Regions from separate parts of the Zea mays genome. Here region 2 is linked to region 1. The links are chromatin contacts, called in public Hi-C maps. All regions are on one chromosome and are shown on one strand. Each heading gives the region's core, a stretch centred on a gene start, on an enhancer-like site or on the middle of the called end of the contact. The rest is flanking DNA. Distances are from core to core; before and after follow the strand shown.

Evidence for each region. Hi-C and Micro-C count contacts between places; a contact is called where the count stands out from the background.
Region 2: a contact with region 1 is called in a Hi-C map of bundle sheath, with 2.3 times the contacts expected there. The contact joins the promoter of LOC100280298 here to the promoter of LOC100284525 in region 1. A contact is called at or near these places in 2 of 25 Hi-C or Micro-C datasets (bundle sheath and endosperm).

Annotation. Positions count from the first base shown.
Region 1 is chr2:188,229,458-188,235,633 of Zm-B73-REFERENCE-NAM-5.0, forward strand. LOC100284525 (zinc finger protein 2) reads right to left here and starts at 2,327. Exons shown (of 1, transcript NM_001157420.2): 1 at 1,559-2,327. The coding sequence starts at 2,187. The coding sequence ends at 1,780.
Region 2 is chr2:188,970,352-188,976,527 of Zm-B73-REFERENCE-NAM-5.0, forward strand. It overlaps LOC100280298 (choline/ethanolamine kinase), which reads left to right and starts at 2,687. Exons shown (of 11, transcript NM_001153225.1): 1 at 2,687-3,111; 2 at 3,362-3,453; 3 at 3,946-4,052; 4 at 4,425-4,530; 5 at 4,783-4,905; 6 at 5,033-5,124; 7 at 5,403-5,487; 8 at 5,586-5,691; 9 at 5,781-5,847. The coding sequence starts at 2,930.

The sequences.
Region 1 (6,176 bases), core at 1,077-3,576:
AAAGTATTAGTGCATAGATTTTCACCATTAGGTCTCTTGCTTGGTTCAACTCTAATGCTCTTGTTCTGATATTTTGGTGCTCATTGTTGCAAATGTGTCCTCACTACCATTTTGTCCTCGGTCCTCCCTGAGGTTAGATAAGCCGTATAGGATCCTGTCTCTATTGCAACCGTCTTACGAATAGATTAGGATATTCGTATCTAAGTAGGGGTCGGTTGTATATACCATGTAATCTCTCTTGTGTTTGCCTATCTAAAGAAGAGCATGCAGGCTCGCATCTATTGGATATAGATATAGCACCGCGCATCTGTTTGTTTTATATTCTAATCGATCAGACACAAAGATCAATTTTATCTGGAGCATAAACTTCAAGTAGAATTTAGGAAACAACGATCGTATAGTTTCAATTCTTAATGTTTTATTTTTTAGAAAAAGGACATATATGCCTATACATAAGGAATTAAGTAATCTGATTTTGATGTCTTGTGTACTTTTTTATAAGCAAGAAAAATAAAGGAGGGTCGCTAGCTATCACGCCATTGACTAACTGCTGGAAATAAAATGCGTACCAGTTTCTGACCATATATATGTATGTACATACACCATATATATTTACTCTTGAAACTGTGTGGCTCGTATATATCCAAAAAGAAAAGAAAAGAAAAGGAAGGGTGATAGTGCCATTACACGAGGAAGGACTGTTGCAGACAGCAACATGCATGGAACTCTTTGGCAGAATCAATAACCTAAGTGTGGGAGAATCAGTCTATTCATTCACATCCCGATCGATCGAGTTCCTTTTATAATTATTACTACCTTCATGCATTATCGAATATTTGTCACCAGCTAGTTCATTTTTAAACTAAATTATGAGAAATAAAAAAGCAGAGAGAGTATTTTTTTTCTCCACAAAGTGGCACAAGCACATGTCGCATCGTCCAGTGAAATTATTATGGTTATTCGGTTGATATCACACCACTTGGACAATGACAAATGAATCGAGGTAATATGCCACGTGCTTTTATATTGGACACAATGACAATGACAAAGAGATGAGCCTAGCGCCAGAGCTAAGGCCTACTGGACCACACACCCTACTACACCGATGCTACACCTACAGTCCACAGACTTCGCTTGGATGTGATGTCGTCGTAACAATAATTGCTTCATGACGAGGATTAACAGCTAATTAAGGTCATAGAGTGCACCTTACCTGAAGCTCAATGCATACTGTACGTACTTTGTACTGCCCGTGTATACTGTACTGCAGTTCCTTCTCCCTAGTGACTTTAGACCTTGTTTGGATAATCTCGTGGCCGTAATGGGGAGTATATACATGCTGCTCCAGGTACACCTGAAGCTAGCGCTGGCCCGCAATCCTAACCTTGTGTTCATGTTTTCATTTCTATGTCTTACATGATAAGTAATACTAGAGGTAAATCATAGTTAAACTATAATGTTAAAACATAAGGGGGAGAACATTAGGCAGCAGTGAAGATGAAAGAGATGGGGTACTGGGTGAACGCGGTGTGTGGGATCGATCAAGCTAGGGAAATCACCAAGAACCACGAACCTGCCTAGCTTCAGTCGATGCAGGCATGCAGTATGGTCCAGGAAATTCATCAACACAGATCGGGGCTTAATCATCAGCAGACGAAAATATAACAAGAGATCAGCTCAAATGACCGGAGGGATCAAGGCAGTGATTGCTCGTATATGTCCTATGCATCCCAGGGACAAGAACCTCAAAGTCCGACGAGCAGCCGCCCGCGCAGCCAATCATAGCTTCAAGGTGAGGTCGATGTCGTCGGTGAGATTATTCCAGCTTGCCACCGGCGACATCCTGATCTGGTGCGACGACGAGGAGGATCTTGGTGATGAGACCGTCGTCCTCGCAATGCCCATCCTCGCCTCCTCCTCGGCAGCACTGGCGCGCTCGCCGCCCTGGCCCGCACGGCGAGCGGCGGCCAGCTCGCGGGCGCGCTTGGCCACGCTGCGCTCCAACTTGTGGGCGTTCTGGTGGCCGCCGAGTGCCTGCGAGGAGTAGAATTTCTTGTCGCAGTAGGTGCAGACGAAGTAACCCATCAGCGGCTCCGGCTCGGGCGCCACCAGGGTCCGCTGCAGGGAGAGGTTGAGGTCGAGGACGCCCTCCTCCCCGCCGCGGTCACTCTTGCCCTTGGTATTCATGGCGGCCGGGGACAGCACGGCAGGCAATAAAGCTGCTGGCTCGAGCTCGATCCTCGAACGAAGGTGACGAGCGAGTAGAAGAGTAGCTTCTATTATTCGCCTGTTTTTGGTAACAGCAGTGTACAATGCTGCGCAATTGCACCAACCGCAGGATGCTCGAGTACGTATATATATACTACGTATCTATCTACAGCCAAGTGTAGAGAGAGACACAGGAAAGGCGGTAGCGTATGTATCTGTATTCTGTACGTATGTATATATATGGTGGTTCAGATTAATAACAGGTACATACGTAGGTCTAGAAAATAAGGCGCTCCATGAAGAAAAGGAAAGAAACGAATGAAAATGACAAAAGATTTTGTCCGTCGTTCGTCGATAGGGTCCAACGGCAGAGCTGGTTGCTGGCTGAGCAAAGGTGTTATATATATACGAGAGGGGCTAGCTACTTGCCAACCTGCTTGGAGTAGTGAATTGTAAGAAACGAACAGCTACAAAGTTTTTTTTTGGAGTATTTAAAAGAATATCTGTTAGGAAATTAGGCAATTCATATTAAATTTAATCTAGAAATAACATGCTAAATTTGTGATGACAAATATTTGCAATGTGGTATATTACTCGTCTCAGTAGTTAAACCGAGATTATACAGAAACAACATACTTATCAGAAAAGATATCAGGGTATAACCAGCGGAGGGGCTCATGCTCAAGACACTGGTTATTCCATTCAGACTAGTCATTGTGTGTATGTTCGATATAGCCGATTACAAAGTCAATTAAAGGAATAGACCGACGCAGTACAGTCCCGCGAACGTCCACCGAGAAGTAGACTAAGAAGACGATCCCGCAACGAGAAAGTGGATGATGAAGATGATCTTGAAACGAGCAGTCAAAGCGACGCTCCCAAAAACCTGATCGCCCGCGCACCCGGCAAGTGTCTCCAGCGGACGGAGGTTTCGGGGGCTTGCTCTCCTAACTCTCCGTGTGAGCGGAGATTTGGGACGATGAAGACTTATGAGGCAACTCAACCGTGAAAAAAAGAGCAAAAAAAACTAGCAAGAGTATATTTTCACCCTGCACGATTGAAGAGTTGTGTACTCTTATATAGGCACAAGAGAGCAGATGAAGATGTGCTATCAAATAGCTTAATATATAGCAGCCAACATGGTCATAAAAACGACTCTTACTAGTAATTCCAACCATCAAAATGGTCGTTACTAGTAACTTAACAAGCCATAAGTTAGCAGCCATAATTCACCCACTTACTTATACATAACTCCTAGTTTAAACATGTGACTTAGGATTTATATCATCTTAAATAAATGGTTCTTATCCCAAATATTCTAACAATATCCACCAAATTCCAAGAAGCATGTAAAACACTCTTAGTTTCATTGTTGTTTGATATATCAATATTTCGATGGAGACTGATAAGTTAAACATACACTTCTTGACAGCTAAACAATGGACTATCCCTGATATAAGGTTGCCAAAAGGCCCCCCTCTATTTGGAACATATAAGTCAATTACAGGGTCTTTCATGAGTGGCAGCTGAACTCATACAGGTACGTTCACTATCGGAATCTGACTCTTTGTCGAGCGCCCAAATCTTTGCCGAGGGCAATTTACGACCACTTGGCAAAACTTGCATTGTCGAGTGTCATTCTCAGCGACCAAAGACACTCGGCACAAACCTTCTTTGCCGTGAGCCAAACGCTTGCATACACCGACGCTCGGCAAAGGAGGCTTTACAAAGTGTCAAGCTCTCGGCGAAACCCGGCCCTTGGCAAAGGGTTGTCAACAGCCGTCTATAGTTGACAGCCGTTAACAATACCGAGTGTCAGAAGTTGACACTCGACAAACTGACTTCTTTGTCAAGTGTTCCCTGGCAGACTCGACAAAGTAAGGGTTCGTCGAGTGTCTTTCCCTACACTCGGTAAAGTGTATTTTATTTTTATTTATCTCATAAAACATTTTATGGCATGTTCCTACAATATATATATACCTATATGTTCCATTATGGTACAATTATCAAAGTGTTTGATATAACAATTAGATTTAGTTCGTTTAATTGATTTTTTCAAATAATTCATATTTGAACATCAACTAACTCGAGTTATCAAAGTATATCAAAGAGGCTCCTTTTGTCGAGTGCCAGCTTGCGACTCACAGCACTGAGGCTGATGTGGGGGCCTATTGGAGCCCCCTCTGCTGAGAGCATGGACAGTAGACACTCGGCAAAATATCCTTCATTATCGAGTGCCAGCTGGATACGTTTCCTTGATTAATTTGGCTGACAACATAGCTAATGCAACTGATTGGAGGGTGCCTATAATTAGTTACCTTCATAATCCTAGTATTAGGATAGACAGAAATGTTCGGCGTATAGCTTTCAAATATGTTTTAAATGATAATGAACTTTATTATCGAACAACTAGTGATGTCTTGCTTAAATACTTGGGCTCTAATGATGCTATACTAGCTATGGCCGAAGTACATAAAGGGATTTGTGATACTCATCAATCGGCTCCAAAGATGAAGTGGCTGTTGAGAAGATCTAGCTTCTATTGGCCTGATATGATAGTTGATTGTTTCAAGTACTACAAGGGATGCCAAGTGTGTCAAAAAATTGGTGACCTGCAGTTGGTTCCTGCAGCCGAATTACATCCTATTATCAAACCTTGGCCCTTCCGGGATGGGTATTGGACTTTGCAGGAGATATTCATCATTCATCGTCAAAGGGAACATTGGTTTGTCTTGGTCGCCACAGATTATTTTACAAATTAGACTGAAGCTGTTGTTTTGAAGAATATGACACATAGAGAGGTAACTGAGTTTATAACTGAGCATATCATTATAGATTTGGCATTCCCTAGACTTTGACCACAGACCAAGAGACTTCTTCTATGTCAAATGAGGTACATGAGTTTGGTGAATCATATAGGATCAAATTTCTCAATTCATCTCCATATTAAGCTCAGGCCAATGGATAGGCCAAGTCTAGTAATAGGATATTGATTAGCCTTATAAAGAAGAAGATATTAAGAGTTGGTATAAGGTCTTGTCTGAGGCTTTGTGGGCTCATAGAATATCTAAACATCGTGCTACTAAAGTTTCTCCTTTTGAGTTTGTTTATGGGCAGGAAGTTGTTTTGCCTATTGAAATAAGCCACAATGCTGTCAGGTTTGACAGGCAGAACGATCTAACTAACGGTGATTATTATAATTTGATGATGGGTAATATCTATGAAGTGGCCGACAAGAGATTGATGGCTCTGAGATAGATCGAGAAAGAGAAGAATATGGTTGTCAAAGCTTACAACAAGAAGGTCAAGGCTATGTCATTTCAGGTAGCAGACCTGGTATGGAAGACCATCTTGTCACTAAGGAGCAGACATCGAAAATTCAGGAAATGGTCGCCAAGCTAGGAAGGCCCTTACAGGATCACATAGGTAATATCTGGTAACGCCTACATGTTACAAACATTGCAAGGTGAAGACTTGCCCAAGACATTGAACGGTCGTTTCCTGAAGCAATATCATCCTAGTGTGTGACAAGATGCTTAAGAATACTGATGTTATCACATCAAGTTGATTCCAGCCTGCACCAGTGCTTTTGGTTCGCTCAGCTTTTCTAAAAGGCAGGGGGCTTGTGTTGACCACCATTTATGGCACTGGGCACGGTCGGACGGTCTGGTCCTAAGGATCGAACGGTCCACGATTAGATCAGATCAGGTGTAACTAATCCCTTTTCCACGCATATTTATCCCTCTAAACCTGTGGCTACTGTTTGGAAACGCCTAGGAACGGGTCCAGACCACCCCCTATATATATGAAGGGGTACGTTCGGTTGTAGGCATCAACAATCGAACTACAATCAATATATCTTCCGCCCTTTACTTTTTTCCCTAGGAGTAGACAGTAACGAACGTAGCTTTCTTCACCTCATTCTTCAGCTCTACGTCGTCTAGAGGCGTCTCGGGTGGTCTGTCGAT
Region 2 (6,176 bases), core at 1,437-3,936, 740 kb after region 1:
GGGGAAGAGCTTGGCGACGACGGCGGAGTGGTTCCACGACGGTGGCGGCTCGGGGCTTTGAACGGCGGCGGTGGAGTAGGAACGGCGGCGGTCGACGGTGGTGGCTCGGGCGACGGCGGCCTCGGCCGAAGTCCCGCGCAGGGGCGCTGCGCGGCGCGGGGGTGGCCCGGGAGCGGCGGCGCAGGGCCGGCCGGGGAGCGGCGGCGCGTGGCCGGCGAGCGGCAGCGCGGGGACGGCCAGGAGCGGCGGCACGGCGGCTGGAGGAAGGCGGCGCGGGCGGGCGAGGCAGACAGAAAGAAACAGAGAAGAAGGTCGGGCCCGACCTTTTTAAACTTTTAGTTTTCGGCGGCTAGGGCTAGCCGCCGAAAATAAGCAGTTATTTTCGGCGGCTGTGTCAGAAGCCGCCGGAAATAACACTATTTTCGGCGGCTGTGTCAGTAGCCGCCGGAAATAGCGTAATTTTCGGCGGCTGTGTCAAGCCGCCGAAAATAACTGCTTATTTTCGACGGCCAACCCCTGGCCGCCGAAAATAACAGCGGCCGCCGAAAATGGTGTACAGGGCTGTTGTGGTGCCTTATTAATGCGCAGTACGGTCAACTTCCATGAAGATGATGCTAACATTGCTTCGGCGAGTAGGACACAAACAATGACGATTAAGTACTGAACACCTTATTTCTGTTGTTCCCGTTACCCTGATTACTTGACCACGCAACATGTCAAGATACTTCCTTAGCCTTATCCCGGAGCCCAAATATACGGCAAACCGCTCACTCTTTTTCTTCAAAAAAAAATCATATTATACACGTGTATTCATTATTATGAACCCGCGTAAACATACACGGCGACTCTATAAGCAGCTTCAGAAGACTAACAAACCAATCACAATCAGCCTCAAGATCGACAAGGTCGTTATATAGACGTCTTGTCATCACCCTTGATTCGACGGTTCCTGAAAATGTTACCTAGTAGTATTGCTCTTGTGGTCTTGAAAATCAACGAGTTTTCCTCTCAAAAATACAGTGACAAAACTGTTGCGCTATAAGGAGCGTAGCCGACTTACATATAGCTAATCCTTTTTGGTTTCAAAATAGATGACCTAAAGGCTGTGTTTCATGTTTTTGTTCGTCTATGGTTTTGCGAGTAATAATCATAATCTCAATTTGATCACACTTACCAGTAAAAAAAACAGAGACGCGGTGCTTGAGCCACTCACTCGCATTAAGCTATGTTAAAATCTTTAGAGCTAAAATTAGTGGTCAGACACCTTTAGCTAATACCTTGTAACAATTAGTTTATTAACATGTTCAACTCAACTAACAATTGTTAGATATGTAAGGACATGTACAACGACTCTTCTATTCCACCTCCTATCTTAGAGCCCGTTTGGCAGGGCTTTAGCTCTAACTTTTCTCTAGCAAAAAGCCTGAGCAGTGTCAATCACTCTTTTTTTAAAAACAATTTACTACTAAAAGCATCTAAAGGTCATAGTTATTTTTGTACTACGAAGAAGAAGCCACAAACAATACCTTCACCGGCTTTGGCGCTGACACTTTAATATAAGAAAATGACTCTGACTCTATGATAAGTTGTTTATGTCAAACGATTTATAAAATGCCTTTAGTTCTACTATAAAGCTGTTTTAGAGGAAAAGCTAGAGCTTAAAGCTGTTTTGGTGCAAGTCATACCTGACGCATCCTTATTATCTATTGGACACGGTCTAACGATTCCAAACATGACCTCAGCAACAGCAAGAGCATAGTACACGACAACAAGAGCATAGTACACGACAAAATATCTTGTCCAGTCTCGTAATCGCAACTTCGTGACCCGAAAAGATCGACAAACAAACCCATGACGACATAGGACAACGGAGACCCAAGAAGTAGGGGTGGTAATAAATCATGGTCCAAATAATTTTTCATAATTACTTAGAGCTAGGGATGAAAACGGTCGGAAACATTATTTATTCGGTAATCAGTTTTTTAGTCGTTTTTCTTTGATTGTGAATAAATAGGATATAGAATCTATAATACAAATTTGTATTCTTGTTTTTAACATTCAGCTTCTAAAGATTCATAAAAGTTAAACCTCAAATTTATCATATATTTTTTTAAATAATAGATATAAACTTCGGTATGGATTCGGAAATAAATTCGGTAATTTTTTCAACTTTTTGTGTTGTAGGGAGCAAATAATACATAAAACAATTTATGTAATATTTTATTCATATTTGTACTAATGTGCTTGATAATATAAAAAAGATCAATATCAAATTATATATATATATATATCTATTTTAAAATATTAAATTTGTCCTAACAGTTCAAATTACCATTTTTATTCCTACTTAAAGCACTAAATTCGATTCTAGATTCTAATATGATATTTAAATTTTATAGTGTAAAATTTATAGCAAATTGTCATCTCTCCAGAGGAGAGCCGACAACGATTCAGATCCCACGGGCCAAAATATCCGGCGTCCATGTCCATGGCCCTGTGGCCCATCGCTCTCCGGTGGCACGCCCGCGCGCAGTGGGACAGACGCGCACGCCACGCGTTAGGTCGGGACGAGGCGCGAGCACGCGACCGACCGTGGCTCGGGCCCGCCATGCGGCCTCAGTACTCGAGTGGGCGTTATATACGCGCGCTGTTCGGATTCGCGCTCACTGTCTTGCCTGTTGCCTCTGCGGCTTTGCCTGCGCTCACGGACGGTCACTGGCTCACGCTCCCCTCGCCTGCGTCGCCTCGCCTAGACAAGAGACAAGACGCCTAGTCGCCTCCGATCGAAATCGAATCGAGTCGGGTGGGCTCGGGCCCGGTCTTGTTGTCTTGTCTCCCAGCTAGGAATAGCGCAACGAGATCCCTCGCGCGCGCGGACCCCGGAGAGGCCGAGGGAGGGTGACAGGGCGTGTCCTCGACCGCGAGGGGAATGGGATCGGAGGGACGGGCCTGGAACGGCGCGGGCATGGCCGCCGGCAGCGGCTATGGCGGCGGGGTAGAGGCGAAAGCGACCACCACGGCTGTGTCGGCCGCGGCCCCCGCGGAGGTTCCCACGTCGGCGGCCTCCGTCGACATCTCGCTGCCGCTCCTGAAGATGTCGCCTCGCATCATGCAAGTACCCCGTCCCCACATCTATCTTCGATCCTCTTGCTTCGGCTCGCGCTCGCGCTCGCGCTTGCGCCCGGCCTGGTCACGCTGTGAGGTCGTGTCATGTTCGGGTACTCGCGATCGCGAGGCGTCGTACCCGTGCTCGGGAACGAGCCGGTAGTGTTTGAGAAAATGCCTCCGAGCGTGTGGGAGACAGGAGTGTGCTGATGCACGGAAAGGCTCTCTGATCTGGGGATTCCTGGTGCTTTTTCAGAGCTCTCTGCAAGGAATTGGTCGAAGGGTGGTCGTCGATTGACAGCTCGCTCTTCTCCATCGAGACCGTGTCCGGGGGCATCACGAATCTATGTGAGTTGTTGTGGCATGGCTTGTAGCGCCATTCAGAATTCCTCGCCTTTTTCGCCTGAGCAGCATGATGATTGTAGTAAATGAAATGAATAGTGCATAATAGTTACATTGAAATGTTCCACATCGTTGACATGAGTACATAACTTTTTTATCTCCTACTGTAACGACCATTTGTCCGCTTCGGCTTCCTGCTCCTCATTGTTCCCGTTTACTGATAAAGCAGCAGAACCTAATGCTTTTTGCAAACTGTGTGCGATTAGATTAGATAGTCTCCGGGGTGCTGCATAATATTTCCTTTGGCCTGTATCATTTCTGCTGTCATTGCCACATCTGCGGATCTGCCGCACTATGCTTGCAGCATTAGAAAGTAAGAACAGCCTGCTGTCTGTATCCGCCACCCATAGGGATGATTCACATGAGCAAGGTTTCCTGTGTGCAGCAATTTTTTTTTTCAATTTATAGTCCATGATGTTTATTTGTTATTACCTACAGTGCTGAAGGTTTCTGTCAAAGAAGACAACGGCAATGAGTCTTCTGTTACTGTTCGGTTGTATGGACCAAATACGGACTTGGTGATTGATAGGAAAAGGGAATTGCAGGTGAGAATCTGAGTGGTACGAGATTGTGTGTTATAGTCATATTATACTAACCTAGTAACCTGCATCCTATAGTATTCTACATTGGGTCTAGTATGACCCCTTGTATTTGGTGTCATATTTTTATAGTGGCATATTTTCAATTCTTCTAGACATAGCATAGTCATGGTCTTGTAGTAGCATCTGTCCTACCAAGTGCATTACCTTTTGTTTCATATCTGTACCTTTTCCCTGACAAATGGATTTCATTTCATTCTCTGAAAATTGCTAACCTAGAATGATAGTTTTTAAGGGTTCCTAGACTGTACACATAGTATAATTTATCTCGGTTCTAAAATATTTCCTAATGCATACATCTATTACCGTCATGGTTAGGCGATACCATATCTCTCAGCTGCAGGGTTCGGGGCTCGGCTACTTGGAATATTTGAGAATGGAGTAGTTCAGTCATTCATCTATGCTCGAACACTGTCACCAGCAGGTAGGCATAGATCCTGTCTGAATAACATATGGGTGTGGGGTCCTAATCAACCTAGTGCAATAGTTTCTTTGTTCTCCTTTGTAGTTTCAGTTGCAATTTCAAATGCAAGTTGAAAGGATTTATGTTTTTTCCTTTCCCTGTAGTCAGCATTATCCACGATTTGGTATGCCAATTTGAAGCCTTGGATGTTTGGAGGTTTTATGAAATGCTTCTGTAAACAAATCTACTGATCCTCGTTATTTTGTTTTGTAGACATGAAAGAACCTAAAATAGCAGCTGAAATTGCCAAGGAGCTACGCAAATTCCATCAAGTAGACATACCAGGGTCTAAAGAACCACAATTGTGGAATGATATATTCAAGTTTTTGAAGAAAGGTAGGTAACTTTTGTTGCTCATTCGAGACTTGCTTTTATGTTGATGGCATCTCAAACATGACACTTTTCTTGGCTCAAGTTAGTAACATAAATAATATTTATGTGTGCTATCAAATGCACCTTGCAGCTGCAGCATTGAAGTTTGAGGATAACATGAAGCAGAAGAGATATGAAAAGATCTCATTTAGAGAAATACAAGATGAAGTTCAAGAACTTAAGGTACCTTGAAGTTGACAATGTGCCTTCTGGTATTTCAGGGCCATTTTGCCCTTCTTAGAGTGATGTTTTCCTATTTTTTTCCCCTTGGGCACAAATAGTAGTTGATCCTTGTATAGTGGGAACATCTATGTAACATGGTTATGTAGCAAAATACTGGTTGTGGTGGTGATGGGTTTAGGCCCATACTAGGGAACTAAAACCGAAGATAGCAGTTATTCCTGCCAATTCCTACTATCTGTACTTAGTATTTTTTTCATCAGTGTCCATGCGTCTTTTAGGATCTCTTGGACATTCTGCGCGCGCCTGTGGTTTATGCACACAATGACTTGCTTTCAGGAAATCTGATGCTCAATGATTTGGAAGGTAAAATATTTTTCTTTGTACCAGTTTCCCCCTTTTTCATTATTACTCATTTGCAAAACTTACCGTAGTAGCTATGTACTTGTTGTTTCCTCTGTCAGGGAAGCTATATTTTATTGATTTTGAGTATGGGTCATACAGCTACCGTGGCTATGACATTGCAAATCATTTCAATGAGTATGCAGGATTTGATTGTGACTATAATTTGTAAGTTCTCTCCATGTCAATGAAATACTCAAAAGCAATTACTGTTGTCATGTTTTTAGTCAGCAGTATTCATTTGATTGTGTATTTAGGTACCCAGATAAAGATGCCCAGTATCACTTCTTCAGGAATTATCTACACACTGATAGACCTAGTGAGGTATGTGAAACAAAACCAATTGAAATCTATTCTTGGAATTCGAATTCTTTCTAGAGTAAATGAAGCTTTCTGCTAGTACTTACTCTTGTAACATATATTTGACGCTACTAGTAGTATCGTCTTTGCTTGTTTTTGATGAAGTTAGTAATACCTCCATTTGTGCTACATGTGTTTGAACATTTAGAGTATTCTTAAGCTGAACATGTATTAGTTAGCATTTGTATGTATTAGCTACATGGATATCTCAGATGTTTGGCATTCATAGAAGGCCGAAAGACATACAAGAGTTCTCTTTTTTTTACCAACGGCATAACATTTGGATTTTTCTG